2 separate regions of the Mus musculus genome follow, and region 1 is linked to region 2. A link is a contact called in public Hi-C data. All regions are on one chromosome and are shown on one strand. Each heading gives the region's core, a stretch centred on a gene start, on an enhancer-like site or on the middle of the called end of the contact. The rest is flanking DNA. Distances are from core to core; before and after follow the strand shown.

The links. A called contact is a pair of places that touch in the nucleus more often than the background predicts.
Region 1: a contact with region 2 is called in a Hi-C map of uterus. The contact joins two enhancer-like sites. A contact is called at or near these places in 2 of 15 datasets of contacts at CTCF or cohesin (embryonic stem cells and pro-B cells), 31 of 484 Hi-C or Micro-C datasets (CD4 T cells, CD8 T cells, the G1E-ER4 cell line and 14 more) and 14 of 115 datasets of contacts at active chromatin or transcription factors (T-cell acute lymphoblastic leukemia, effector CD8 T cells, embryonic stem cells and 7 more).

Annotation. Positions count from the first base shown.
Region 1 is chr6:37,702,785-37,707,203 of GRCm38.p6, forward strand. No RefSeq gene overlaps it. Among named protein-coding and RNA genes, the nearest start is that of Gm38791, 9.7 kb to the right of the region's middle. Within about 2 kb of position 3,052, at least 57 of the 459 cell types and tissues checked have an H3K27ac peak or open chromatin away from gene starts, as enhancers often do. A contact at or near this core is called in CD8 T cells, regulatory T cells and uterus, where this site is marked.
Region 2 is chr6:37,590,569-37,594,566 of GRCm38.p6, forward strand. No RefSeq gene overlaps it. Among named protein-coding and RNA genes, the nearest start is that of Gm33429, 61 kb to the left of the region's middle. Within about 2 kb of position 1,998, at least 120 of the 459 cell types and tissues checked have an H3K27ac peak or open chromatin away from gene starts, as enhancers often do. A contact at or near this core is called in CD8 T cells, regulatory T cells and uterus, where this site is marked.

The DNA of each region.
Region 1 (4,419 bases), core at 1,802-4,301, 110 kb after region 2:
TTCTATCAAAAGATTATTTTTACACAATGCCTTGTTCAAGAATGAAATTAGTAATCCTTCCCATCTATTTCCTTCCTGCTCAAAATTATGACCATTTCCAAATTATCCCTTAAAATGACAACCTATCTATAATTTATAAAATAACTATAACCAGACACCTAAAGCCAAGGGATCATGATGACAACTCTCCATAACTTCTTCCTGCTGAATAGTGTTAACAAGAAATTCTCTAAAGACTTGGGGGGTAGGGGGATAGGAAAATTAGAAAAACTAGTTAGACTTAAGAAAGCTAGCTTTAGCATCTGTTATCCAGTCTCTGCATATTTGGATGGTTCAACGCTTGACTGAAGTTCTCACCAGATCTGTCTGAAAGGTTGGATAAGGTGAGATGACCTAGAATCAGCAGCAATCCTAAAGCTATTCTGGAAACAAGTCTCTGGACCACATCAGGAAGCAGGCAGGGGGTTGGAACAGTAGGTTAGTTAGTTCAGCATCCCAGCGGATGAATCTTGTCAGAGCTGCAACATATGAATCTTAAAACCAAAATTTTTGGTACCAGTAAGATTTTCTTATGGATTGTGCAGGATGCACAGATCAGTTAAGGATGAAATTCTGCTCTTTGTTTGAGCAGGTAGAAGACAACTGTCTTGGGGGCTAGAGAGATGGATCAGTGGTAAAGAACATCAGTTGCTCTTCTGAAGGTCCTGAGTTCAAATCCCAGCAACCACATGGTGGCTCACAACCATCTGTAATGAGATCTGACACTGGAGTGTTTGAAGACAGCTACAGTGTACTTAAATAATAAATAAATAAATAAATAAATCTAAAAAAAAAGACAACTGTCTTTTTATGAGTTAATTTTATCGATAGCCAATTGTAATAAGTTTTCATTCATGCTATGTGAATGTTTGATTTTCTTAAACTTTTCTAGTTCTTCAGGGGGTTCCCCCCATCATATCTGATCCATACCACTCTGGAAGGGGTCCACAGACTATTCTCCTTTCCTGTCAACACAAATACAGAGCCTTTCTTCCAAAAATAGCATGTCCTTGGTCCAATAACTAGAATTCATTGACCATTTAACTTGACTTCTCTCCCAGAAGAGTTTTAGTATAACCACCAGACTCAACCACACTCATTTTGATGATTAAAACAATTCAAAGCAAATAAAGCAATGTAAACAATTATTAACCAATGAGACAGTGCTTTAGCTGTTCCCTGCCTTGACCTTCATAAGATCTGAATTATTTATATAATGTAAACTTAAATTCCCTTCTACTTACTGTATAATGCTATTTTCAGGCTATATTCCTATGTCCTAGTTTTCATGCCCTGGAGCCATGTGACTCAGCTCAGCTTGCTGAGAAACCAATTTTCTCCTCTTCCTAGACTTATATCATTTGCATGTGTGTATGCCATTCAAGAATCCCCAAATTAATAGTGCATTCTTGCTTTCCATGTGGTGTGCCATCTGTATCATGTAGACAAGGGAAGAAGGGGAAATCCTGCTGGTAAAGAGTCTTTCATTTTGCTCGGAGCTCAGAGCCGCTATCAGGTCATGGTAGACTAGGTAGCAGGGTTTCCCCACACACAGGTATGATGAGCCATTTTAGGGTTTTAGTTAATTCCAGATGTAGCCAAGTTGACAACCAAAAATAACAATCACAGTCTCCCTGTAGCCAGCTTAGTCTAGTGGCTATATGCTATAGCCTTGTATGAACTGGTTTATTCTATCTAGGGTTGAAATACTAACATAATTTCTATGGTCTCATTTTGTGTCTTAACAATCTTGGTGGGTTTGTGGTAATATCACACCATTGTTTATATTTGCATTTCTCTCATCACTGTGGAAGCCAACATCCCTGAGCTTTCCCCATTTCTATTGTTTGACTTACACCATACTTCCCTTTCCTTGTACTAAGGACATTCCCAACAGGAGGAATAATGACTTCACAATGCTTTTCCTTTTCTTTTTCCATCCCTCCTCTGCTTCTTCTACTGGTCAGTTTGATACTTCTCAGTATGCCTGTTAAGTAAAAAAATGACAATTCCATTATTTGTCATCCTTAGGTTATATACATTGATTTCCCATAAACATGGATAATAATAATCTAAGGTAGAATAATAATCTAAAGTAGAATATTAATTTACTCTACCTTGGAAATATGTGTTAAAGATGGCAGGAATAGGGGCTGGAGAGATAGCTCAGCTTCAAGAGCCTTTATTGCACAATCATGAAGACCAGAGTTCAGATTCAAGCACTCATTTAAAAAGTTGGGTGTCTGCAAACACCTGTAACAACAACACCTACACCCACATATATTCATAGATAGATAGATAGATAGATAGATAGATAGATAGATAGATAGATAAAAGAAATCTTTTTTCTTAAGGAACTGGGGACATAACCCATTCTAGGCAAGTAAATTCAGAATTTCTATTTTCCTCCTCCAAGTTTTGATGTTGTATAATTTTTTTTATATTACTTCTATATATGTTTAAATCTGTAACTTTAGTCTTCCTCCCCCTTTTTGTCCAGTTTCAGTTCTACAGTGGATACATTTACTGTCCTTTACTGTTCATCATAGAGAAAAACTTTTCTGTACCCTCTTGGATTACAGTGCCAGGGGCCTAAGCTACAGATTAGCAGAAAGCCTGTGCATTCTGATTGGGTTTACAAGGACCATATCATAAGAAGGAATGAACAAATGTGATGTTTTAGCCTCTAAACAAAGGGAAGACAATCTGAGCTTCAAGGGAAATAAATCAGGAGAATGTGACTGTGAAATATAGTGGGGGTTTATGGGTGATAAATGCTAGTGTAATAAGATCTGCTTCAATAACCTCAGCTTGGCATTGGCTCTGAAGGACCCAGTCTAACATTACAAACTCCATTTTGGATTCAGAGTCCATCTTATGTTAAGCTTGACCTTAACATGAGCTCAGTTACTGGAAAAAGCAGAATTTGTTCCAGGAACTAAGACACTCCTACAAAGGCCACAACTCCTCTAGCAAACAGCCACTCCACTCCCTAGTAACAGCCAATCAGCTCTTGGGAGGAAAGTACTTACTGTTCCAGATGTCTCAAAATAGATTGCTTAAGCAAGCCACTATTATTCATACCAAGCTGAAATCATCACTAGCCAGTAGAAATGTGCCAAGCTGTAATTTTCAAATGTCAACCAATCATGTAGCTGCCAAGTTGGAAAGCCCCTTACCGTACTGAAACTGTAATAAATAGAGAGGGCTTCACCAGCTCAGGGCCTTTCACACCCATCCACTGCATTGGAGAGGTTGGAGATGTCAAAGTTTGAGCTTGAATAAAGACTTAGCTTTTACATATAAGTTGGACTCTTGGTGGTTTCTGATGGTCTGTGGGGACCCCTAGGTCTGGGCACAACAAGCTCTTCATTTTTTATGACAAACACTCTTTCAGGAAATATAAAAGGCATCTTCTTTAAAAGGAAATTTGTTCCCTGCTTTTAGGCAGAAAAAAAATTGGCAGGGATCTCTTAAATGTTTAGCACCTTTAACACTAAATGATCATTGTTCCAAAGGGGCATCTTCTAGGGTGGTAGATACTGATCTCTTTCCCTAAATCTTTTGGAATATCTTCCTCAATCATACCTTGAATTTTAGAATTCATCTTTGAGAAATTTTCTTAAGAAATTTTTTGTTGGTTGGTTAGTTGGTTTTGGTTTCTCTGTGTAGCTCCAACTGTCCTGGAACTCTTTATAAACCAGGCTGGCCTCAAACTCACAGAGATCTGCCTGCCTCTGCCCCCCAAGTGCCAGGATTAAAGGTATGTGCCACAATACCCAGCCCCTTAAGAAATTTTGATAGGAGGACTAGAGATGTAACTCAGTCATAGACAACTTGCCTAGAACATACAAAGCCCTGGGTTTTATACAGTAAAGAGGGAAAAAGAGAGAGGAGGATGAAGATTGATTTTATTCCCTAGTTAATTTTATGTTCAAATCCATCTTCTGATGTTTTGTTTGGGGACATGACTGTATGTAAAATCTGTCTCAATTATCTCTTAGATGCCACCCCCAGGAACTTCTTGTGTCAAACATTGACAACCCCAAATTGCTCTTCTCTGCTACCTTGGAGGCATACCCCTCCCCATAAATACAATAGCCATGTGGCTGTGCTCTCATTCATTCTGGCCTTGAGTCACCCTGGGTCTGAGAAGTCTTATATCAGCCGCCTGCATAGCTGTGTTCCTTCCCTTGCTCCTGAAAGTACCTTTGTACCCCAGGCTGTCCCTATCACCCCCAGAAAGCTGTTACTAACTGCAATCAGCCACCAGCAGGCTCTTCTGAAGAGGCTTCTACCAAACATCATTGCTTTGAGAACTTTATATGGATTTTAAAGTGGGGCACTGTGCCGTGGGCTGGCTCAGTAGGAGTCCCTCAA
Region 2 (3,998 bases), core at 748-3,247:
ATGAATATTCTCCAAACTGCTCCCTTAAATTCCCTAACAGGCTTTGGGTTTGAGCTGCAACTCAGCACATCTCCTTAATCAGGTTTTTTTCCCCCCTCAATGTCTGTTAGCTCGGCCATATTGTAAGTGAGCATTGCTTTGATTAAGGATTCTACTTGAGATCAAAATTATAAATTAAAACAAAGAATCAAACTATGATTTGGAGGTCCCCTGAAAAACTAAGACTTCACCATGTATGTGCAGTATAATGATTATCATAAGGATGAAACTGAGACCACCCACTTGGAAAAATAGGCTGAAAAGGAAAAAATTACACTATTAGCAGCTGTAAGAAAATGAGTAGATTTCTCGTCTCTCTGCTTTCTGAAGCTTTCACCGTTTTAGTGAGAATGTATTACTGTCAGAAACACGGAAGTATGAAAGTACTTGTCACGTGTTTATCTATGAGGGCAAGTTCATTCTTTCCCACATGTCAGGTTACAGATGTAAGCCCTAGAGCATCTTGTTTCAAGTCATGAGCTTTCTGATCTGAACTGTTTTAATTCATGACGATTGCTAACTAGGTTGTCAAACGCTTACAAAAGGAAAGAGTAGAAAGAAAATCTTTTGCAAAGAAATCTGTAAATAAGAGATTCCTGATGAAACTGTTCTTATCTGGGATCCTTGAGGAATGCTAGCATTACATAAGCATGTGGGAAGAGAGAAATGTCACACATGATATGATGCAAAACTCAATTTCCTATTACTCCATTAAAAAAAAATCTAGTAGGAGGACCATGGTATATTTGTATATAATTCATTGACAAAGCTGATTTAATAATCATGTGTTTTTCACACATGTTAGTATTTTATAAGTCCTACCCCCGACCCCTAGTTCCGGCCCTGATCCACCCTGTCCCAGCCCCAGCACCAGGTCCCACCCCTGTCCCAGCCCCAGGCCCCTTCACCTTGCTTTAATCTTCTGCATAAGCAGAAAAGGAGGAAGGAGAGGAAGGGAAGAAGAAATTGAGTTTGGTAATCCTCGACCAGGATGCCAGCCGTTCTGAGGCGATATTATCAGTCGCATTATCGGTTCTAGAAAAAGCATGCTCAGTAACATGAAAACATGCTCAAATTATATAAGCATGTGCAAATTGTTATGATACTGAGCAAGATCGTGGATAGATATATCCAGTGATTCACAAGCAAAACCTCCGTTGTTTCTCAATTTGGGGAATGATATTCTCCAAAATGTTTATTTGTTTCCAGTCTTTTTTGCTCCATTGTTGCTTTTAATAACATTTTTAGGCCAGCAATTTACTTAAAGAGAAGAAAGAACTGAGTGCACAGAACTGTCCTCTGACCTAAGGACATAAATGTGTCTACTGAAGTATTTTATCATGAGTATAACGACAACCCCAGTACACAAATTCCTTCATTTGCTCGTGGCAGTTTCTTAGAGTTTTTCTCTTCTCTTTCTCCACTCTAACTGGAGGAACACCACTATTTCCATCATCGCTGACCAGAAGGCTCCTCATCTGACTTTAAAAGTCTGAAAGACTGAGTGTTGGAAAAGAATAATCTCAATGTTGCAGGAAGGATCACATGAATAGTGAGGAAGTAACTCCAAGGCGATTTCCTTTTGCAAAGAGAGTGCATCACATCCCGAACAGGGCCAGCACGGGAGCCTGATGGTCATCCCTAGAGAAAGGCGGCAGCGACAGTTGGTTATTTCTCTTCGATTGGGCGGTCAACCTCGCAGACTAGTTCTGATTGGCTAATTTGGAAAGCTGCAGGAAGGAAGCAAAGGAAAGAAGAGAGGGACGGGCTACTGTCCAATCCATCCGTTCCAGGGATTTAGCAGGTCTTGTGCATAAACAAAAGTTTTACCAGGTAGAGTTTGAATCCCTTCACACATACATTTTTACAAGGTAAGAGAGGTTTTGTAGAATACTGGTGCTTGGCAGGCTAGCTGCCTTTGATGGGGGAAGGGAGGATTTCTCAAGAGCAAAGGTCAGGGGAGGCCACTAGGGGAGCCCAAGTCTATCTTTGTTTTAGCTCGGGCACTGTGAATAACAAACGCCCTCTTCTCAAAAGGAGGCAGAATATGGGAAAAGATCCTTCTCAAGTCTGATTTCTCATAATCTCCGAAAGGAAAGCCTTCTACATCCTGCTTGCTAAGCCTCCCATAAGGAAAAATTACTATTCATTTGCCTACGCTCACACATTCACACAGTTTCCTCTGGATTCTAATCTTCTCGTAATGGAGAACAAAGGTCTTCACAGTACTACTAGGCTTTGCCCTCTAGTTCAGGTTTAGAAACCGCTGGGCTCTCTTGCCTCTGGGCGAGCCTGTCTACTGCATTTCACAGAGGAGGAAGAAACGAAAAGCAGAGGAAAGACTGTATAGCCCTAAGCTTTTTTTCTTCACTTCTGTACGATCTGCCTAGGAATCCCCAAAGCAAGTAGAAGATAAATAAGCCCTGGTCTATTCTTCCTTTGTTTGAGATTTAACTCTCAAGGAGATTTCCTTCAAGGATTGGATTTGAGGAGGCCTTTTCACTTTGTATAGATGATTTGAGCAGATCATTTGCATCTATAAAGGGACGGAGGAAACCCTGAATGGTGGCCACTTCTATAGAAGAAACAGTGAAGGAGCTTCGTGAATTTATTCTACCCTGCGCATGGGAAAAGCACAGAGTAGAGTTTTCAGGGCCCAAATATCATCCCTAAATAGCTATAGCTCTCTTTGCAATCGCTTCACGTCACCAGTTTCAAAGCTACAATCCCCGGAAAACAAAAATTCCAGATAGTCTTAGTCATATTCTCTCTCTCTCTCTCTCTCTCTCTCTCTCTCTCTCTCTTCGTGTGTGTGTGTGTGTGTGTGTGTGTGTGTGTGTGTGTGTGATCCAGTATTAAATACAATATTAACCCAGTGTAACCAGCAAGTCAAGAAAAATGATAACTACAAACTGAAAACCTTGGAGCCTCTTCTATCAACAGATTTCTTTCACAAATCAGATACTGCTCAAGCTATATGTTCTCATTTGTTCTCAGTTAAGTGATGCTCCCCTTATTAAAGCCAAGTAGACTTTCCTAAGAGAAATAACAAAATAAAATGCAGAGCAACTGAACAACAACAACAAAAAAAAATGATTACAATTAAGGAGATAATAAAGAGGAAAAGAAGAGCAGACATAAATCACAACAAATGGAACAGAGGCAAGATCCAAGTTATAATACCATACAGGTCTATTTATGATTTATATATCATGGGCTAGGAGGATTTTTTTTTTTCACTGTGGAGGAGGGGCTGTGAACAAAGAGTGCTCATGCACACCCGGGGAACAGTGTCAGATTTCACACACAGAGACAGCAGAGACTCTGCGGACCCGAGTAACACAGCAGCTCTCCACACTGACAGACAGAAGAGCTTCCCTGAGCCCCTTCATCTACCACCCGGCCACAGTACCACCTCTACCCAAAGCCTCGCCTACACCCTTCAAGCACAAAGATCAGACACATTACAAAAAGGAAAGCTCTGGCCACAGGGAAAGCTAGCTGAAGATAAGAGTTCTGTGGATGTCAGAGAGTATTAGCTTTATTTTTATCAGGTAAACAATAGAGATCATCGAGGTGTGTACGTGGGTATCTGATAAGAAGCCAGGTGTAACTCAAAATGCCGGACTGCCTATCCTCTTTCTCCAGCAATGAAGAGCCCTCTAGGGATCACTATTTTTATTTTTTTTTTAAGATTTATTTCTTTTCTTTTCTGTGTATGTGTGTTTTGACTGCACATACATGTACGCACGTGTACCACACATGTGCCTGGTACCCAAGCAAGCCAGAAGAGGGTGTCAGATTCCTTGGAACTGCAGCGACAGATGACTGTGAGCCAACATGTGGATGCCAGAATTTGAACAGAGTCCTCTGGAAGAGCAGCAATGCTCTAACCTCTGAGCCACATCTCCAGCCCTAATTCTTGCTTTTGGAAAGTAGTAGGTGGGACAAGGAAGGCT